Regions from separate parts of the Capra hircus genome. Here region 1 is linked to region 2. The links are chromatin contacts, called in public Hi-C maps. All regions are on one chromosome and are shown on one strand. The core of a region is the stretch at or near the end of the contact, and the rest is flanking DNA. Distances in the headings are between cores, read along the strand shown. Region 1 overlaps PODXL (podocalyxin). Region 2 has its middle 57 kb from the start of PODXL.

The links. A called contact is a pair of places that touch in the nucleus more often than the background predicts.
Region 1: a Hi-C map of liver shows a contact between it and region 2, with 5 times the contacts expected there. The contact joins two enhancer-like sites. A contact is called at or near these places in 2 of 5 Hi-C or Micro-C datasets (blood and liver).

The regions. Positions count from the first base shown.
Region 1 is chr4:24,926,977-24,931,552 of ARS1.2, reverse strand. PODXL (podocalyxin) reads right to left here. Exons shown (of 9, transcript XM_018047491.1): 3 at 1,567-2,247; 4 at 431-651. Among named protein-coding and RNA genes, the nearest start is that of PODXL, 62 kb to the right of the region's middle. Within about 2 kb of position 1,697, at least 1 of the 5 cell types and tissues checked has an H3K27ac peak or open chromatin away from gene starts, as enhancers often do.
Region 2 is chr4:24,807,767-24,812,691 of ARS1.2, reverse strand. No RefSeq gene overlaps it. Among named protein-coding and RNA genes, the nearest start is that of PODXL, 57 kb to the left of the region's middle. Within about 2 kb of position 2,246, at least 1 of the 5 cell types and tissues checked has an H3K27ac peak or open chromatin away from gene starts, as enhancers often do.

The DNA of each region.
Region 1 (4,576 bases), core at 448-2,947, 120 kb before region 2:
GGTGGCTCAGAATCTGCCTGCAATGCAGGAGACCAGGGTTCGATCCCTGGGTTGGGAAGACTCCCCTGGAGGAGGGAATGAAAACCCTCTCCAGTATTCTTGCCTGAAGAATCCCATGGACAGAGAAGCCTGGCAGGCTACAGTCCATGGGGTTGCAAAGAGCTGGACACGACTGAAGCGACCGACACACACACACACAGTTAGGTGGGTGACACCAGGCAAGTAACTTGCGGCAAACTGGGAGCTGGCCAGCTGGGGTCTGACAGCCAGGTATGTTCCTGGTTATCCCGTTCTCTAAGGCCGAGTCCAGCAAAGCCAGAGACAGTGGGTGAAGGATACTGGCTCTCACACCCCCGCCAGGGGCTCTGGTAGAGAAGGGTAGAGATGCTCTTCCTGGAGTCCCTTTCTCTCTCAGTCTGGGCTCTCTTACCTGCCCTATATTTGTTGGAATTACTGAGGTGGGAGAACGGGTGCTGGAGCTTTGGGGGACATTTGATGTCAACTGAGTGCTGGAGATGGTGGATCTCCTGACCAAAGATGTGGTCCCAGGTCCCAGTGAAGAGCCTGTGGGATGCTGAACTCCAGTGGTGATGGTGACAGCTGGCGTCTCCCTGGAGGTGTGCTGAGTTCCTTCAATGGTGACCTGTGTTTCTGTAAATGGGAAAACAAAGCTTATGAGGAAAGGTGAGTGGTTTAAACAGAAAAAGGATAGTCTTTCCTGTTCTCAGTTTTCTGAGGTTCTTCAGTCTTCCCCCACCCCATTTTGGCTTTACAGACCACAAGCAGAAGGAGGCAAGCTATGAGAAAGAGGAGGCAGATGGAGGAAGCCAGGTCCCGGCACCTAGTACAGGATGAGGTGTGGGAACTCGAGAGAAGTATCAACAGCAGTGACAGTGCCAGAGCAGATGTCAGCGGAGTAACTGCTTCTGCCAGGCTCCTACTCTCTTCTTCAGGCCTCACAGTGACTCTGAGGAAAGTACCATAATCACCCCTTTCATAGACAAGGCAATGGAGCCTCAGAGGAGCTTCATGAATTCCGCACTAACCCGTGGCAGAGCAGGGACTGGAATCCAGGTTTATCCAACTCAGGGCCCTTGCTCTTATGCAGGACATAACTGTGCTCTTGGGGTGTGGTTCTCTAGTAACTTCACCATGTACCCACATGACATGGCAGCAGGAGGGGGAGAGGGGTGGGATGGGGTGGGAGGGTCCCCCGAAATGCGAATGCTCAGATTCACACCAAGAGACTCTGATGCAATACATCTCAAATGGGCCATGAGGCTCATGATCCATCAGTGAGGCTTGAAATGAATTTACTGGACTAAGACTAGCACTTAAAAAAAGGAAAACACTCCACTGGGCAGTTCAAAACCCCGAGCTCTCATCACAGCACACAGCTCTGCTGGCCGCTGCTCACCGCTGGATGGGAAACAGGCTGAGCGAAGGCGGTGCACATTTACGCTCTTTAACCCACAGCATGAATCTCCACCTTCTAGCTGAACACCGGTACAGAGCACAGACATCTGCAAGCTCCTTCCTGCTTCAAAAAGGCAAGGCAGCACTTACTCGGTGTGGTCAGCTGGGCTGTGAAGGTGGGACTTGTCTTCCTGCCTAAACTCGCAGTTACAGTCATTTTGTCTGATTCCGCAGGAGAGCTCCCTGCGGGCTGTGGACGCCCAGAGGCTGGAGTCACAGGGCTGCCGCTAGGCTGCTGAGCGCCTGCGAGGCTGGTTGAGGAAGACAGGGTAGGAGAGCTGCTCGGGGTGCTATTCGGATCTGGAGAGGTGGAGACTGTCTGACTGCCTTTCGTAGTGGTCCCGCCGGCTGTGGTCACGCTGTGGGTACCTGGGATTCCGGATGTGGGTGAATCATTACTTGCATTACTTGCATTACTTGCATTCCGGCTGCTCGTGCTTTCAGGATTTGTTGGGACGGTGGTTGATGTGGTTGTAGGATCTTTAGCAGCCACAAGAGAGGTGCTCCTGGCTGCGGCAGTTGGGCTTTGCTGGGCTGAGTTTGACATCACACTTGTGACAGATGTTTCAGACACGGGTACGCTGGTCAGCGCTATAGTCGCAGTGGGTGTCGCAGTGGGTGTCGCAGTGGGTGTCGCAGTGGGTGTCGCAGTGGATGTCGGAGCTGCACTTTTTTTGCCTGTGGCTGGATCTGAATTGGCTTCATTGGATTCTTTCTGTTCCTCGGTGCTTAAGTTGACATCTTTGTTGGTTTGCGTTCCTATGGCATCTCCTATGGACAAAGACAACACAGAATCAATTAGGGTATTAGCTGGAAGTCTTTCTCTCTCCATTGCTCCAGCTCTTCCCCAGGATCCAGAGGCCTTGCTCACATCCCTGCCACCTCTAAAGGGTCTGGGCCCTTGATGTGCCCAGATTTCTCTGGGGTTCAAGAAGCCTCTAAGAGGAAGGCTGAGGAGAAAGCAGAGGAAGTCAAGAGAAATTCCACTCCAGAGAAGGACTCAGCACCTAGTCCCACTGCCTGTGGGAGCCTGCAGTGCATTCTCTGCCCTCCCCATCCAGCCCCAGGCATGAACCGTTCAAGGTTAACACATCCCAGCACAGAACCCTCATCGTCCCTGCCTCCTTCTCCCAGACCCAGGAGCTTACAGAAAACACAGCAGACTCACACATATCCCAGTGCCCTGTTCTAAACATGGCATGAGGGACCTCTGTTCCTCTGGAAATCTATCTAGAAGGAGAAACTGGAAAAGTGAAATTACACAAATTGCTACTTAAGGACAACTGTGAGACACACTGAGGGGTTCTCTGTGTCTAGCATGGGAGCTCAGTCTTGTCAAGGGGCCAGAGACTGAGCATATTAAAAAGCAGAGACATCACTTTGCCAACAAAGGTCTGTCTAGTCAAAGCTATGGTTTTCCCACTAGTCATGTATGGATGTGACAGTTGGACCTTAAAGAATGCTGAGCGCCAAAGAATTGATGCTTTTGAACTGTGGTGTTGGAGAAGACTCTTGAGAGTCCCTTGGACTGCAAGGAGATCAAACCAGTCAATCCTAAAGGAATCAGTCCTGAATATTCGTTGGAAAGACTGATGCTGAAGCTAAAACTCCAATACTTTGGCCACCTGATGCAAAGAGCCAACTCATTAGAAAAGACCCTGATGCTGGGAAAGATTGAAGGCAGGAGGAGAAGGGGACAACAGAGGATGAGATGGTTGGATGGCATCACTGACTCAATGGACATGAGTTTGAACAAGGTCCGGGAGATGGTAAAGGACAGGGAAGCCTGGCGTGCTGAAGTCCATGGGGCCACAAAGAGTCAGACACGACTGAGCGACTGAACAGCAACAACAGGGATTGAGTGAAGGAACAGCTAAGTGACAGGTTCAGGCCCTGGGATTACAATGGAAAGTAAGACACAGATGCTTACTTGTGCGGCCCTAAAGTTCTAGGACCCACAACAGATTTCCCAACCTGGGAATCCAACACAGGGACTGAGAACCCCCAGGGAATTTGACTTTGAAGGCCAGTGGTATTTGATTACAGAACTTCCACAGGACTGGGTAAACAGACTCTTGGAGGGCACAAACAAAATCTTGTACGCACCAGAACCCCGGAGAAAGGAGCAGTGATCCCACAGGAGACTGAGCTAGACTTGGCTGTGAGTGTCCAGGAGTCTCTGGCAGAGGCGTGGGTTGACAGTTGCCTGCCATGAGGTCGGGGGCACTGAATACAACAGTACTGGCTTAAGTCCTTCTGAAGGAGGCCGCCATTACCACCATTATCCCTACCATAGTTTGGCCTCAGGCCAAACAGGGAGGGAACACAGTCCTGCCCATCAACAGAAAATTGGATTAGATTTACTAAGCATGGCCCCACCCATCAGAGCAAGATCCAGATTCCCCCACAGTCAGTCCCTCCCATCAGGAAGCTTCCACAAGCCTCTTATCCTTATCCATCAGAGGGCAGACAGAATGGAAACCACAACTACAGAAAACTAACCAAACTGATCACATGGACCACAGCCTTGTCTTAACTCAATGAAACTATGAGCCATGCTGTGTAGGGCCACCCAAGACAGATGGGTCATGGTGGAGAGTTCTGACAAAACATGGTCCACTGGAGAAGGGAATGGCAAACCACCTCAGTATTCTTGCCTTGAGAACCCCATGCATAGTATGAAAAGGCAAAAAGATATGACACTGAAAGATGAACTCTTCAGGTTGGTAGGTGTCCAATATGCTACTGAAGAAGAGTGGAGAAAGAACTCCAGAAAGGATCAAGAGATGGAGCCAAAGCAAAACCAATGCCCAGCTGTGGATGTGACTGGTGATGGAAGTCAAGTCCGATGCTGTAAAGAACAATACTGCACAGGAACCTGGAATGTCAGGTCCATGAATCAAGATAAACTGGAAGTGGTCAAACGGGAGATGGCAAGAGTGAACATTGACATTTCAGGAATCAGTAAACTAAAATGGACCAGAATGGGCGAATTTAATTCAGATGACCATTATATCTACTACTGTGGGCAAGAATCCCTTACAAGAAATGGAGTAACCCTCATAATCAACAAGAGAGTTCAAAATGCAGTACTTGGGTG
Region 2 (4,925 bases), core at 997-3,496:
TGGAAGATGCTCTTCCTGAGCTGATCCTTACCTGCTCAGAGAAGCCAAGTTGGTGAAGTCACTGTGTTGAAGCCCTGGATGGCCATGGCGGCTGGTTGCCCAGGTTCAAGGTGGGGAATGGGAGACCGTGGTGCTGGGACCTCAGAGGCAGACTTGATTTCCAATCCCTCCTCTGTGCCCCCTTGACTGTATGACTGTCAACCTCTCAGAGCCTTTGTCTCCATTTCTGTAAGATGGAGCATTGGCACCCACCTGTTAGGGTGTTAGGAGGTCTAACTAAGACCAGTTGAGTCAAGTGTCTGTCATCTATCATGAGCTCATGAAGCATTTCCTTCTGAAGTGGTAGAGCCAAGGCTCTTGGTGATGGGGCTTGGCTTCCATCTCCAGCCCCTGGCTACCCTGACGAGCTCACTTCTGCAAGCTTATGCCCAGGCTCTTTGCCCAAGGGCTCAGAACTATCTTCACCACTTGTCTTCTGGATGGGTCCACCCTGCTCCCTCCTGACAAGGGCACTGGCTCTGCCAAAGCCACGTCATGATGCCCATTTTTGAGGGCAGCAGCTTCTGGTAGACAGAAACAGCACAGTCACTAGGGGGTTCCATTTAGCTGCCAGCTGTCTAGGGTCTCCAGGTAGCTGCTGCAGGGGGAACTCTGGCCCTGGAAGTGTGTTGAGGAGCCCTGGTTGTGTACCCCAGGCTTGCACAGAATAAGGAACCAGGAATCCAGACAGTCATTAGATGAGGGTCTACCAGCACTGAGCTGATGTCTGCAGTTTGGTGCCTGGGAAGGAGACACTTCAGCTGGCCTTCAACCCACATAACAGACTGTTAACTCATACATTCTCTCAAGCATCCCGTGAGCAAACTCCCGTCCACCTCCTCCACAGTGTGCCTTGTGACTTCCCTTCCCCTTTGAGGCTGGCATAGTGGTTGCTAGAAATTTGTTTTCTTTCTGCTGGGTGAGACTGTGGGGAGGGGGAGGGGTGCTCCTGGCTGCACGTCTCAAATTTCCAACCTAGTGTTTGATCGGCCCCTGTTTGACTAGGGTTCTTTTATTGTTATTTACTTATTTTTAATTGCGGTTTAAACACCATACAAAACCGACCTTGTTAACTATTTAAATGTACACGTCAGTAGTACTCTACATAGCTGTGCCACAGGTCTCCAGAACTTCTTCCTCTTACAGAACTGAAACTCCATACACCTTAAACCTCCCCGTCGCCCCCTTCTCCCAGCCCCTGACAACCACCATTCTGCTTTCCAGTCTCTGTGAAGTTGACTAAGTACCTCTTATGAGTGGACTCACACAGTATCTGTCTTTGTGACTGGCTTGTATCACTTAGCATGATGTCCTCAAACTTCACCCACGTTGCTACGTATCCATGCCCACATCCATTTTAAGAGGCTGGATAATATTCCGTCATACGTATGTATTACATTTGATTTATCCGTCCATCAGTCAATGGAGTATTCAGCACACATTCTGATTCTGACCTAACCGGCCATTGTTGAGTGCCCACCCTCTGCCGAGGGCTATCTTAACATCTGGGATACCCACCACTGAGAGAGACATTTTCACCCACGGCCGGGAATGTCCGCTGCAAGTGGACACAAATAGGGTCTTTGTTCTTTGTCACTTTCCTGATCCCTAAGAACCCTGTTGTGTCACAGAGCAGCCTCTCAAAGGATTCAGCCATGAACCTATACTACTTTGATAAATGTTCCAAAAGATAAAAATAATTTTAAAAACAAAGCAAACAATGGATTCTGGAGCTAAACAAGGCTTGGAAACTACGGCTTTATCTCATTTGGTCATCGTACCAGCTGTGTGAGATCTACGCCTCCCATTTTTCAGACACAGAGGTGGAAATAGGGCAGATCCTGGGAGCAGGATGCCTGGGAAAGAGATAGAGTGGTCGTGGGGCTGGAAGGCGAGAGCTCGGCTGGTACTAGGGAGACATAAGAGAGGTGCCCAGGGGTGTGCCCCTACATTTATGCCCTGGTTACCTTGCTCGTCCCACTCTAGTCGTGGCCCTAGGATGAAGGCCGAGCCTTTGGGGCCTCTCCCAAGGCCAGAAGCAGCTCCCACAAGCGAAGGTCTGAAAGCCACCCTGAAGAGGCTCAGCCTGCAAGGGACTCGGGTTGGAGGTGGGGAGGCGGGGCTTCCCTAGAGAGGCAGAGCTTGGGAGCCGCACTGTCACCTGTCGCCCAGTGCCATCCTCTGCCTGTCCCTGTCTCAGGTGTTCAGTGTTATTCCTGCTTCCCAGCATCGCTGTGAGGACCCACCTGGAGGTCCGCACACGCAGACGGAGAAACCCGTGTCCAGGCAGTGCTCATGAAGGTGCCTCGCGCCTCCCTAAGGAGGCATGAGCCCTTCTGTTGAACTTAATCAGCTTGAGGGGAGGAATCGTGGGTGGAGGTCTTGGCCTCTGTGCTGTGTGGCCAGGGCATGCCAGGACCCCTGGTCCCTGGGAGCTCTGTGTTGAGGCGTAAATACCTGGGGCACATTTCAACAGAAGCACCCATTTTTAAAGCTTCAGGTGACTTTCTCAGTCTTCTCTCCTTCCGTCCATGTCTACTTCCATCCATGTCAGGCCCTGGAGAAATTGAGCTCTGGCCTTGGGAGGGTGGAGCCTCGGGAGAAGCAGGCCCAGTGGAGAACCCCTCTCCGAATGAGCGGGGGCCCCGGGGGCAGAGACCCTCCATCTCCTCACACCCCGCTTCTGCCATGTTGGTACACAGAGGGCAGGCCTCTGGGTGTCCGGAGTGGGGAGTGTTGAGTAAGAATGTGGGGCGTCACCTGTGGGGGTTGCACAGGCCAAGGGACACTCCCGGAGCCTGAAGGGCTGGCCTCTGGTCCCGTCCACTCTGGATGGGCCAGGAGTGCACCCCTTGAGATTGTTTCCTGTTTCTAAAAATGGCGATGATAATACTTGCCTCTGAGGATTGTTGAGACAGTCAAAGGAGAAAGAGGGCGAGAAAGCACTTGACAAAGCAGAAAACGTTCTGCTGGCGGGAGGTTTTCGTTTACTTCTGACATAAAGGGGAGGGAAACGCTGATATTTGGGGAGTGGATGGGGGAGAGAGGCATGAGACAGGAGGTTTGGAATTTGTAGATACTGAGGAGAAGAAGGGAGGGGGAGAGGATAGAAGAGCTGGAGAAAGACGTTAGCATCTACCAGAACGGTGGTGGTCTGTGTGTGTTACATAGGTGTTGTGTGGTGTGTGTGTGTGGTAAGTGGTGTGTTCAGTTCAGTCGCTCAGTCATGTCCGACTCTTTGCTACCCCAATGGACTGCAGCACGCCAGGCTTCCCTGTCCATCACAGACTCCTGGAGTTTACTCAAACTCATGTCCATTGAGTCGGTGAAGCCATCCAACCATCTCATTCTCTCTTGCCCCCTTCTGCGGCCTTCAATCTTCCCCAGCCTCAGGGTCTTTTCCAATGAGTCAGTTCTTCACTTCAGGTGGCCAAAGTATTGGAGTTTCAGCTTCAGCATCAGCCCTTCCAATGAATATTCAGGACTTGTCTCCTTTAGGATGGACTGGCTGGATCTCCTTGCAGTCCAAGGGACTCTCAAGAGTCTTCTCCAACACCACAGTTCAACCACACATACACACTCCATTCTCGATTCTTGAGCGCTCAGCTTTCTTTATAGTCCAACTCTCACATCCATACATGACCACTGGAAAAACCATAGCTTTGACTAGATGGACCTTTGTTGGCAAAATAATGTCTCTGCTTTTTAATATGCTGTCTAGGTTGGTCATAGCTTTTCATCCAAGGAGTAAGTGTCTTTTAATTTCATGGCTGCAGTCACCATCTGCAGTGATTTTGAGCTTGCCAAAATAAAGTCCCTCACTGTTTCCACTGTTTCCCATCTGTTTGCCATGAAGTGATGGGACCGGATGTCATGATCTTAGTTTTCTGAATGTTGAGTTTGAAGCCAACTAAGTGGTGTATACAGTATGTATGTATGGTGTATAGGTGTTGTGTGTATTTGGTAAGTGGTGTGTGGAGTGTGTATGTGTGGTGTATAGGTGTTGTGTGTGGTAAGTGGTGTGTGGAGTGTGTATGTGTGGTGTATAGGTGTTGTGTTGTGTGTGGTAAGTGGTGTGTGGAGTGTGTATGTGTGGTGTATAGGTGTTGTGTTGTGTGTGGTAAGCGGTGTGTGGAGTGTGTATGTGTGGTGTATAGGTGTTGTGTTGTGTGTGGTACGTGGTGTGTGGAGTGTGTATGTGTGGTGTATAGGTGTTGTGTGTGGTAAATGGTGTGTGGAGTGTGTATGTGTGGTGTATAGGTGTTGTGTTGTGTGTGGTAAGTGGTGTGTGAAGCGTGTATGTGTAGTGTATAGGAGGTGTGTGTGCTAAGTGGTGTGTGGAGTGTGTATGTATGGTGTATAGGTGTTGTGTTGTGTGTGGTAAGTGGTGTGTGGAGTGTGTATGTATGGTGTATAGGTGTTGTGGTGTGTGTCGTAAATGGTGTGTGGAGTGTGTATGTATGGTGTATAGGTGTTGTGGTGTGTGTGGTAAGTGGTGTGTGAAGCGTGTATGTGTAGTGTATAGGAGGTGTGTGTGCTAAGTGGTGTGTGGAGTGTGTATGTATGGTGTATAGGTGTTGTGTTGTGTGTGGTAAGTGGTGTGTGGAGTGTGTATGTATGGTGTATAGGTGTTGTGGTGTGTGTGGTAAGTGGTGTGTGGAGTGTGTATGTGTGGTGTATAGGTGTTGTGTGTGCTAAGTGGTGTGTGGAGTGTGTATGTATGGTGTATAGGTGTTGTGTTGTGTGTGGTAAGTGGTGTGTGGAGTGTGTATGTATGGTGTATAGGTGTTGTGTTGTGTGTGGTAAGTGGTGTGTGGAGTGTGTATGTATGGTGTATAGGTGTTGTGTTGTGTGTGGTAAATGGTGTGTGGAGTGTGTATGTATGG